Regions from separate parts of the Mus musculus genome. Here region 2 is linked to region 1. Evidence: chromatin contacts called from public Hi-C data. All regions are on one chromosome and are shown on one strand. The core of a region is the stretch at or near the end of the contact, and the rest is flanking DNA. Distances in the headings are between cores, read along the strand shown. Region 1 has its middle 310 kb from the start of 5031426D15Rik. Region 2 has its middle 460 kb from the start of 5031426D15Rik.

Region 1 (5,696 bases), core at 1,536-4,035:
TACTCAAAAGGCTGAGAAAATCAACTCAACTGAAAACGATTATATAAAGTATAATTCATGAAGTTGTTTGGTGAAAATCTGATTTATAAAACAGATTTTATATTGTTATCAATATATGTGAAGTTATGATGGAAGACCATTTATTAGGCCAATAGGAAATGAATAACAAATATAATAAAAATTTGAAGCATTATGAAAGAACTCAGAAGAAAAACATAGAGACAGGCATACCATGTTCCTAGACAGGAAGACATGGTGTCATAGGGGCTTCATATCTTCTGTTAACATGTAAATCCACAGTAGGTGGGTAAGCTTTTTCTAGCTTTTTTATATACAAGGCATGATACAAGTGAGAATTTAAGTATAGTAAGCCATACAATTTTATACAATATTTATAAAGACTGAGACATCTATGTATGCACTAATAATGAATAAGGTATAAGGTATATTTTGAGTAAAAAAAATCAAAACCAGGTACTGAAAAATATGTATCTTATAGTGATATTGGTGTGTGTGTGTGTTGTATACTTGTATGTCATTATTATTTTAGAAGACTGTCTTATAGCCTTGATAATAATGACTGCCTCTAGGGTTGGGACAGAAATGGAGAGACTAGGTCAAAAGGTTAGGAAAAATGGCTATTTTCTACCTGTTGAGTTTTATATTAGTGTTTTGTATTATCTAGAAAAGGAACAGAGTAATTTCTCAAGGAGAGCAGAGAAAACACACATGCATATAAGGAGTTTTTTCCAAGAGAGTTCATGCTCACTACCAATTGTCCCAGAGTTCTGAAAGATGACATGTGGAAGCTCATTGACGAGCCTTATCATGTGGTCAAATGACAGGACATTGTATTCTTTCTCACCTTTCCTGCTAAGTCAAGGTTATCTTTAAGACATCATAACTTCATTCTTTCAGAAGATGTTAAAAATGGAATTGTGCTCACATAATCTACAAGGTGAAGCTTCTAGATATCTTTGGCTGTGAACAGCACCAGAACTGCTGGAGGAGTCAGGTAGAAGCCACTTAAAAGGGAGTAGAGGGATATAAAACCCATTTTATCCTCTACCTGTCAGCATCCATATTGACATCTCTAGGTAGGGAAAAGGTACCATGTCCTTTGCTCCATATGGCAGAAATTTTGGTTCATATTAGTCTTGAGTAGAGTCTAAAATATTAATTTCTTTAATTTTTGTTTAGCTTTGAGAATGAAGCCTGCCTAAACATCTGTGGCACCTGAGAGCAAAGATAGGAGCCTGGGGAAGGAAGCCTTGCTGGGACAAAAACAACAAACAGGAAGGCTACTTGTATGGGAAGCACGGTTGGTGCAAAGCATCTCACCGTAATCCCTGCGGCTTCTCATGACAACACCAGCAAATATGTTTTGTCAGTATCTTTCCATGCTTCAAGTAAACTGCGATTCTAAAATGTGCAGCACAGCCTTTCACTCCTAGGAAGGGATGCAGGTCCCCACCCACTGCTTCTCACTTACACTGCATCAGAGGTTTGGCCAGAATTTAGAAATTTTGCTCAACACTCTCCCCATTTTTCATTATTCTATGTTACAGACTAGTACTCTCCCACTAGTGGAAGAATTCCACCTGTGCCATACTGAAAACCTTGAGGAGGGCCTGAAAGTTAAATGTGGATATTCTTCCAAAAAGGAAAAGGATGGGGAGTGAGTCACCAACATCTCTGCTTACATCCCCGAATCCTACAGTTCCAAATTTTCTTCAAAACATATTTTCCTGCCAGTGTTTTAACATCTTAAGTATATGTAAGTATATTGTGATGCTTTAAGCTATTTACCATCAGAATGGCTGGTGCTGGCATCAATGCTATTTTTCCTTGCTTTTGGAGAGCTTCTAGAATTTTTTAAGGGAACATTTCTAAGTGCCATGGCCTCTGGTAACAGCTTTGAGGTAAGATTTTGGGAACAGGGATGGCAAAAGTCCTAGTGTGCTTTCTGTTGCTGTGATAAACACCATGACTAAAAGCATCTTGGGGATAAAAGGGTATATTTCAGCATCTATTTCCCAGTTGTCACAGTCCATTATAGAGGGAAGTCTAAGCAAGAAGTCAAGGCAAGAAGCTAGAGGCAGGAACTGGAGCAGAGGGCTCTAAGGAACATTCCTTACCTAATTGTTTCTCACAGCGTGCCAGGATTGCATTTTTATCATGCCCAAGCCCATGAAAGGCACTGCCCACAGTAGGCTGGACCTCCTCAAATCAATTATTAAGTCAGAAGAAAATACCCTCAAGGATCTTGTCTACAGCCAAATATGATGAAGGTGTTTTCTCAATGTAGGCTCCATCTTCCAACCTGACTCTCTATTTGTGTTCGTCTGACACAGAACTAACCAGCACAATGAATGAGTCCTGAGCCCTTTGAGTCACTTCTGTATATAAAGACCACCAGGTCCAAAGGACAATTTCAAAATGCAATCACATGTTGTGATGAGTGTTTTCTTTAGCTATCATCCTGCTTGCTCAAGCTCACCAAGAGTTTGGCTCTGTTTCTAATGAGAAAAGGTGTCTGTGCTAATTTAAAGTCTTCCGTTTAGAAAAAAAAAAAAAAGTTCCAAATGTCAGGCTGAACCTGAAAGTGATTACTCATAGGAATAAAACATGATGAGTAGGTATTTGAATGGATGTTCACAGCTGTTTTCTCTCTCTTTCTAAAAGACATTCAGTGAGAAAAGTTCAATGCGGTACCACGGTCGCGAGTCGTAGGGTGTCTAACGTTGGCAGTTCCAAATTAGAGCTCCCCTGGCAACTGTCACTCTGTGACATCACATTTTATCTAATGAGGCACAAAAATGTACACTTTGTGAACTCCACAGCTCCTTCACAAGTGCAGAGAATGAGAGGTATGGGGAAAGTGGGAGCCATCTGTTTGAAATCTTAGTTAGAATTTTCACCTTTGCCTGGTCTACCTGCAGTTATATTTTCTGCAGTTTCATAGTCAATAATTCTAAGGTGTTGAATTTGCTGTAACCACTAGCAGATATTAGTTAATTCACCCCCCATGCCATCTAGCCCATCCTTGTTAATCTGTCACCTAACCCATAAGACCTTCTGATGTTATTAACAGGTTCCACACTTGCCCTTGTTCAAATTTGACTTCTTAATGAAGCCCTACTTTAATTACTACAGAAGATCTGGTTTTGACTAGTCACTTGAGTCCTGTCACTATAATGAGGAAAGGGGCTCCACGTGTTTGGCTTCTGACTCTTTACAGTTAGGGGACCAGTCACCATTGCTTAGAGACCCTAGTATGCGTCAATCAAGATGGTGGGTATATCAGGGTTATTTTCTACCCAGATGGCATACTACTTCTGGTCTAATATCTAACATAATGAAAGAAAAAAAAAAAGACCAAGTTGGTGAAGACTGAGGATGCTGGGACTGTCTTTGCAATTGCTCAGTGTGCTTCTGTAAGGCGCTGTGTGTTTGTGGATACACCCTCACACTGAAGATGTGAACTGAACAAGCACAGATTATTCAATTCCTTCCCCCACACAGAATGACACAGATGGACTGATTAAAATCATAGGTCTGTGCTAAAGCAAAATTACTGCATTAGAGGAAGCATTTGGGGAAAGTGGGCGATGGGCTAGGAGAAAAAGAACAAACAAAGGCAGATGGAGTATCTTGGTTGGCATATAATTATTCTGTTATTCCTTTATCATCTAACTTATAAAATGAGAGCACATTGAATAATATAGTAAGTAGGATTCATCAGTAGTGAATAGTCAACTAAAACTCTTTGAGGGATGAAACGACTAATGTTCTTGTTTAACAGTCTTATGGAAGGCAATTTTTCTTCCTCAGTTGTGCTTCCTAATGGCTTGCTTAAGCAAAGACCTGGTGAATGTTAAGGCATCTTTTGCAGTATCCAGATTTCTAAACCATGTACCTTCAATTCATTTTCCAATATGGAGGACATGAGTCTTTCCAACATTCTCCCTGGAAAGCAGTTAACTTCAAACACACACACTGTTCCTTTTATAAGCAAGAATGGCTACTCTTAAAGTATTGCTTAAAGTATCTAAGCAATCCACAGAGAACACAGTTAGAGTAATAACAATGTACAGTTTATGTAGCAGAAGGCATAGAAAGATATTTATCCCAAATGATATAAAGAGAGTGTGAATTAAATTTAAGAAGGTGAAATTTTAAAAAGAGGTCAAAATCAATTGGTAGGTTCTCCTAGGTGTTCCAGATCTAGAGCAATTTAAAGCCCGTGGGACAATTTACTCAATCATGCTGAAGAGAGTTCTCAGTAACAGCAGCGTGGTTTATAAGCGTCAGGTTTCTTCTAAGACATGGGGGAAAACTCTTAGTTTGGAGGTAACTTCAGAGCATAAGAAAATGGATCTGGATAGAGGACACACAAGCCTAACACTGAGAAACATTAGAAACCGAGGCCCAAAGCAGCAACACTGGAGAAATTTAGGACACATCCCACTAGAGTTGAGGATGCAGCATTTAATAGCTTTTCAGGGAAGACCGGGTCCCTGTGTTAGCATCAGTGTTCATTAGCTCAATTGGATTCAAAGTGTCCGCTCTTTCCACATCCTGAAGCTTTGAGATCTTAGGGTTTGAATGTGCCTGTAATTTAGAGTTGTGAAACTTTCTGAACATTCTTTACTCTCTAGCTACACATTTCTGGACTAGTGGCCTGGAAAAGATATGGTCTGCCTAGTCAGACTCCTGTGAGCCAATGCCAGGAAGTGAATAGATATAAATTAATCTGAGATGTCATTTATTTTAACTCAAATTGAAGAGCACACACTTCTGAAATTTGGGGAGGGAGGTTAGTGAGACACACAGAGAATAGACAGGGCAATGTGTGCTTGGCATATGGTAAGCATACCAGTTTCTTTCTCCGACTTCCTTGCTTGTCATGAGAGTATCTTTACCATTAGGATAATGAATTATTTGTTTCTTTAGACACAACAACCTTGAGTTTTCAACTGTGTCATTCAGTTTGGTGCTTTAGAGACATTCAATAAGAGTAGGTTCCCAATTAGTATGGCAAACATTTTGAAGGTAGTAATGAACACACATGATTTACAAGGTTCTATTCTCATGGGGTTTATATCCATATAGAGAATGAAAACGAATTAGATATTTGAAAGAGACTGTGTAGGAAATGTAATGAGTAGAAGCTGAAGGGTTCTGAGGTCTCCAAAGTCTCCTAGGAGGTTTCTTGGAGTCAGCTCGGGGCTTGGGAGGACCATGCTGTTCCTCTTCTCTTCATGTCAGACTCTGCTTATTTTGGTTTAGGAGTCTCTATCTACTGAGAGCATCAGCTACGCGCCAGTGAAAAACAGTCTGAGATAAGAGTTTGCCATATACAGACGTGGAGCTCGGGGTTATCAGGTGAGCTGGTTTGAATATGAATGCCCCCTAGGGCTCATGTATTTGCATGCTTAGTTGGACTTTGGAGCTTTCAAAAGTCTCCACCAGGCCCAGCCACTCTCTTTCTATGTCTGTGTTTGTGTCTGTGTCTGTGGCTATGCCTGTGCCTATCTCTGTCTCTGTCTGTCTGTCTGTCTGTCTGTCTGTCTGTCTGTCTCTCTCTCTGTGTGTGTGTGTGTGTGTGTGTGTGTGTGTGTGTGTGTGTGTGTGTTTGGATCAGGATGTGGCTCTCAGCTTTTTCTCCAGTACCACTCCTACTTGCTGCCATG
Region 2 (5,951 bases), core at 233-2,732, 150 kb after region 1:
GACCTAAGTATCTATCTTTTATAAGATGTCCGTATACTTATGACCATCAATGATGGCCCCAATCAATTATTGATGGAGTCTTTGGAGTCTTTAGATGACTAAGCTAGAATCTCATCAGTTTGTTCCATAGAAGAACAAAGTTCATTGTACTACTTACTTTACTCACTGCTATTAACAAATACCTGACAATGGATGTTTTTAGACTACCAATTTGATGGGACACAATTTCAAATCCTGCTCAGGTAATCATGATGATGGAGATAAAGGTCACATTCCAGCTGTAGTTAGAAACTAGAGAGTGATGAACTAAGGTGCTCAGCAACCCTTTACTTCTCACTGAATCTGCAATTCCAGCCTATGAAGCAGTGCTGCCTATAGTCAGGATGGATCTTTCTCCTCAATCCTTTCTGGAAATGTGCTCAGAGTCGTGCCCAAAGGAACATCTCCAATGTGGTTCAAAATCCAATGGGCAATCACAGTTAACTAGCATAGTCAAGAATAAACTTCAACGCTCTCAATTATTTTTGTTAGTATATATTAATTGTTCAAAGTGATGGGTATCAACAAAACATTTCAACACTTTTAGATCTTAAAATACATCTGTGTGATGCGAATGCGTCATCCATTTAAAAATGAAGTATAATAACCAGAGGGTAGGTTTGAGATTGATATGCTTGGAAAAATATATAAAAATTTGACTTAAAGTAGCATACTTTAAAACCATTTACTTGATACATTGATATCAGTTGTATATGGATATATGTACAAAAGTAATTTACAGTTAGGGCAGTGGAGTCCCAAACTATACAAACCTTCTGCATTTATAAAGACTGGATAATATACAAAGTGCTCCTAATAGTTTGAAGTGAATGGGATATCTCTAAATGTAGACAAAATAGTTTAAAGATCTTTAAGAAGAATAATTACATAGGGGAAGTTTTTCTTAGTTCATAGACTAAGGCTATTTCTGAATACCTATGATGTGGCATTGGAAAATCCCGTTCCCATTAATAAACACTGGCAGAAATCAGAGTATGAGGCTACAGATGGTAAGATGAAACTTTAAAGATCAAGATAACTGCAGAGGAATGTAACCCAAGCCCACAATATTTGGAGGATGGAGGTGAAGTAGAGATTTTAGAGTCCAGCCACAAAGCAGGAAGAAATCAGAGGTGAATGTATTCCGGAAGGATTCAGGAAACAAGATATCTAATTTTTATGCTCTTTAAGCTGAAAACACTTTCTAATTATGCAATGTATGGGCAGCAGGAAACTAGCCATGTGGGTTGGAAGTGTCCTAAGCAGGATCCAAGGGATATAACCAGAGCATCTGAATTTAGCAAAGCAGTACAAGAAACCAAGAAAACTCAAAGCTGAAGAAACGTGAACTCTCACACATGAGCATGTTTTACACGTTCATGTGGAAGATCTCCAGGCTGACTCATAATAGAGGCCATGTTTAGAACTTGGTAATTGAGCAGAAACCTCGGTGACTATGTATCACATGGAAGATAAGAGGGGCAGTCATGTCCAGGCAGAAGGAAGAGTGGGATAATGGAAGGCTCGTGAAATAAGTTGTCACAGAATTATATAATCTGTAATATCAAGTTTATAACAAAACAAACCAGACATGCATATAAACATAAAAGAGTGACAAACAGAGAAGAGCAGAGACAGGACAGAGGAACTGACTTCCCAGGGGCTAGAGTTAGCCGACAAAAGGTTTTTCACAGCTATAATACACAAGTTCAGATAATTAAAGGATGAATAGTATCGTTATTGAAAACTTAAGGAATATAAAACAAACAAACAAAGAAAAAACAATCTAATTGAAACCAGTAATAAATCAAAACTTCATCAGGGCTAGAGAACAAATAGGAAATGATAAAGACTCATAACATTAAAGATCTATCAACATAGATTACTCAGTTTGGAAGACAGAGGAAAGAGGGTGGATAAATGGGAACGTTAGGAACCTATGGGAGACTATGTCAAGTTTGCTTATGAAGAACAGGAAATATAAAAATGACGATAGCATTTTACAATGTGGCACAATTTCTCCCCAGACATTAAATCTAGGTCTAGATAAGCCAGTGAGCTTCATGTGGGGTTGAAACAAAGAAAGTCATTCCTAAACATACTGCAGTTTTAACTGCTGAAATGAAAGCTTAAACACAATCTCAACTCAGGGAAGCCACACACAGGAAATTGCTGGGAGGGGCTTGAACTGATTTTGGATTCCTAAGAAACTGTGAAATTCAGTTGACATTGGAATGTGAAAGCGGCAGCAGAAGAGGTCGCTAATGACGACATCTTCACTCACTGAAGCTATATTTTCAAACCCAAGAGGAAACTGAAATATTTCAGGTAAACCAAGAGTAACTTTCTTACTAGTAGAGCTGTATTCCAAGTATGGAAAGAAAAATGAGTTTGGGTTACATAAAATCTGTATTTCATTTCAATTCTTTAAAAGAATACAAGAATTGAAAGTAAATAATTAATAATATATTGGTGAGCTTGTAATATATATGAATGTTACATATACACATACATGTATATATATGGACATATTAAATAGTTTAAAATCTGACCAATAGAAAATGTGATCAAAAGAAATATACTGACACATGGATTACATTAAGTTTAAATATATGTGCTAATCCTAAAGCAGTCAAAATAACGCAAGGATATAAGTAGAAAACAAAAGAAAATTGAAATGTAATTTTTAAAGGTTGGTTAATGAACAAGAATAAAATCTGAGGAAAATGGTATTGCACTAGAGAAAATAGGAAGCATGCATGATGAATGAAGGATAGCATGATAGCAAATTAGTAAAAACAGAAAATAAGATAAAAGTACAGTTTGTATTTAAACAATACTTATGCCTCTGTTATACTAAGAGATAAATCTAATAAAGTTGGAGAAATACTTATACTCAAAATTATAGTCCATCTCTGGAATGAAAACAAAAATCAAAAACCAATAAATTCATGGGCAGCAGCAAAGTAACTGTGATGCAGACATACGTCAGTACAGCCATCCACTCTACAACTCAACTACATATTCCAGGGAATTCTGAAGAATTTCAACAGCACTTTTATTGGGGTAGGAATTTACTAACAATTCTGAAAGTCATAGGAAAATGAGAACAACTTGTAGAAGCCAAAGCAATGTTGAGAGAGAAGAGCAAATGGGCATGATTTGTACTATCTGTTTTTAAATTTTTACCCTAAATGTAAGGCAACTAGCACAACAAGAAATTAATAAAGGTTAGATACACAAATATGTGCCACAGGATAGAGACATTTCTACAGACCAACACACATACATAACACAGTAGTAGTTCAGTTTTGACCTACTAACTCAGTTTTAATCTAGTAAAAGATGTAAAGTAACTAAAGAGGGGAAAGTGGTTTTTATACCGACAGTGTTAGCCATTCATATGGGAAAAATATGAATCTCAATAAAGTAGCTCTTAACACATGATAGATCTACAGATGGAGATGAAATGGTAAAATTTACAGATAAAAATTTTAGAAGAATGGCCAGATATGGTGGGGTATGCCTTTAGCCCCAAACAGAGAAGCAGAGACAGGCAGATCTCTGAGTTTGAGGCCAGCCTCGTTTACTTAGAGAATTCCAGGACATCTAGAATGATGAAGAGACACCCTGTCTCAAAACAAACAACAAACAAACAAACCCTAAATTAGGAGAAAACTCCCTGTTGTATTTAAGCGGGGAAAACAGATCTGTGATACCAACATTCATGGTATAAAAAAGACCAGACTCCAAGGTCATCCTCAGCTATACAAGGAGATTGGGCCTATCCTGGGCTACATGAGACCCTGTCTTAGATGTACATGTTGGCACTGTGGAATACTAGGTGAAGAAACATGTGGTTTACCCATACAGTGAAATGCTATTTTGTAGTAATGGGTACAACTATGTATGACTCTTAAAGGTTAAAAGAATAAAAAAAAACCAAACAAACAAAAAAAACAAACGATGGCACAAGGAAGCACAGAGAGGAGGCTGGAGAGATGGCTCAGAGGTTAAGAGCACTGACTGCTCTTCTAGAGGTCCTGAGTTCAATTCCCAGCAACCACATGGTGGCTCACAACCATCTGTAATAGAATCCAATGCCCTCTTTCTAGTGTGTCTGAAGACAGCTACAGTGTACTCATATAAATAAAATAAAAGAAATAAATGTATCTATTAAAATAATATTCCAGTCTTCTATTATTATGTACTATGCAAATTAATCTAGTAAAAGAAAGCCAATCAAAAAGGCATGGAGGGGAAAACAATGTCTGTATACGGATACCAGGAAACTTTTGCTTGGATGTCTATTTTCTATTTTCTACCTCTTGATTGTGGTGGTTCCATAGTTCTGTTTATCAATGAAATCTTACCAAAATTTTCAAGTACATTTGAAAAGCATATGAAAAATTTCGGTATCTGTACTCCATCCCCCACCCCATGCTCTATGCAAGAGCCGTTCCAGCAGTGTTCAGGACTGCTTGTGTCTTGACACTCAGTCTTTTGTTGTGATATTTCCCCAGAATATCCTGTGGGATATTCCAGTGTCAGCATGGAAGGATCTAAACCAAGAGATAGGTGCCAGCCTGCACCAATGCAGTGCAGAAGTGACTATCAGGATCTATAATTGACTCACTCACAGCTCTCCTTATTTGGACCATTGACACAAAAAATCTACCATACCTGCTTTTTTCTTTTCACAGGAGTTACTCATTTGCATCATGGATAAAGTAAACCAACTACACTATTTGAATGGAATAATTCCTTCTCTCTTTTTAAAGTTGAGGAGACAGACTCAGGAAATTAAACAATAAAACCAATGGGAGGAGTAGAGATGAGGTTTCACGTTTCCTTACATTTTTATCTATGTCTCTTATCTCTTTTCTTGTTTCTCTTTTATACCCAGTAAACACAGGTTTGAAGTCAACCTGTATTGACAATTTAAATACAAATATACATACGAAAGAGAGAGAGAGAGAATGGAAATACATGCACATAGAAAAATAACCCAAGCAAATATGGGAAGTGAGGTGAGAACCCTAATTTCCTTATCACTTGACACAATACTAAGTTAATCGAGGCTAATCAATTGAATTATCTTTACTAGTTTCCTAGGTAAACTTACAATACATCAGAATTATTTTGACAATCAAGGTGCAGCTTTTTAATTTTTTGACCCCCGTCCTGCCTCCCAGATTTGAACATACTGCTTGTTTGGTTGATACTATGTCCATCCTTAACAATAAATCCTGCAAACATCTCATCCTATCTGTAAGACATAATTCTTATGGCTTTCGTACGGGCTTTATATTTTCACTCTGGCATGTTGATAATTTCGTCTGTATGTTGGTGTGAAAAGTCACAATGTGCATTCTCTTCATCCGATATTTTCTACTTCAACACCTGTGCAATTATAAGGTGTAAAGTATTCCCACATGCCGCAAGGGCTAATGATACATGCAGGGATACTGTGTAAGAGCTTCAACTCGGAAACTGTCATGTCACAGCCCTTCAGCAGGGAGAGCATAAAAGACCCTCTAACAGCTATGTTTAGGGATCGGAAATTGGGGCCACTGATGGTTCCTTATGTGCTGGAAAAGTGGGTAGGGCAAATGTGACTTCAGTGTTGTTCAATGTTTTATTAATGAGGGAGGCATCCTTCAGTTGCCAAAGTCTACAGAATCATCAGTTGGTTACTAGTTCAGGGACAAAGTCGCACAGTGAAAGCCCTGGTTTTACATGGTGTTCAGTAAGAGAGGAAGGCAGCTTTCACACAGAAGACCTTTGCGTGCTCCAAATCTTGTTAAGGGGAGAGGCTCAGCTTATCTAATCCTATTCTTATTTTGTGCCAGAAATAAAATTCTGGAGAGCTCTACTGATCTTCATTTTCATTTGTTCATTCAATTAGAAGT

What was found. A called contact is a pair of places that touch in the nucleus more often than the background predicts.
Region 2: a contact with region 1 is called in a Hi-C map of cortical neurons, with 4 times the contacts expected there. The contact joins two enhancer-like sites. A contact is called at or near these places in 3 of 484 Hi-C or Micro-C datasets (cerebral cortex and cortical neurons), 1 of 115 datasets of contacts at active chromatin or transcription factors (neural progenitor cells) and 1 of 9 other capture datasets (liver).

Annotation. Positions count from the first base shown.
Region 1 is chr2:7,232,031-7,237,726 of GRCm38.p6, forward strand. It overlaps a transcript of Celf2 not described here. Among named protein-coding and RNA genes, the nearest start is that of 5031426D15Rik, 310 kb to the left of the region's middle. Within about 2 kb of position 2,786, at least 21 of the 459 cell types and tissues checked have an H3K27ac peak or open chromatin away from gene starts, as enhancers often do. A contact at or near this core is called in cortical neurons, where this site is marked.
Region 2 is chr2:7,388,094-7,394,044 of GRCm38.p6, forward strand. It overlaps a transcript of Celf2 not described here. Among named protein-coding and RNA genes, the nearest start is that of 5031426D15Rik, 460 kb to the left of the region's middle. Within about 2 kb of position 1,483, at least 4 of the 459 cell types and tissues checked have an H3K27ac peak or open chromatin away from gene starts, as enhancers often do. A contact at or near this core is called in cortical neurons, where this site is marked.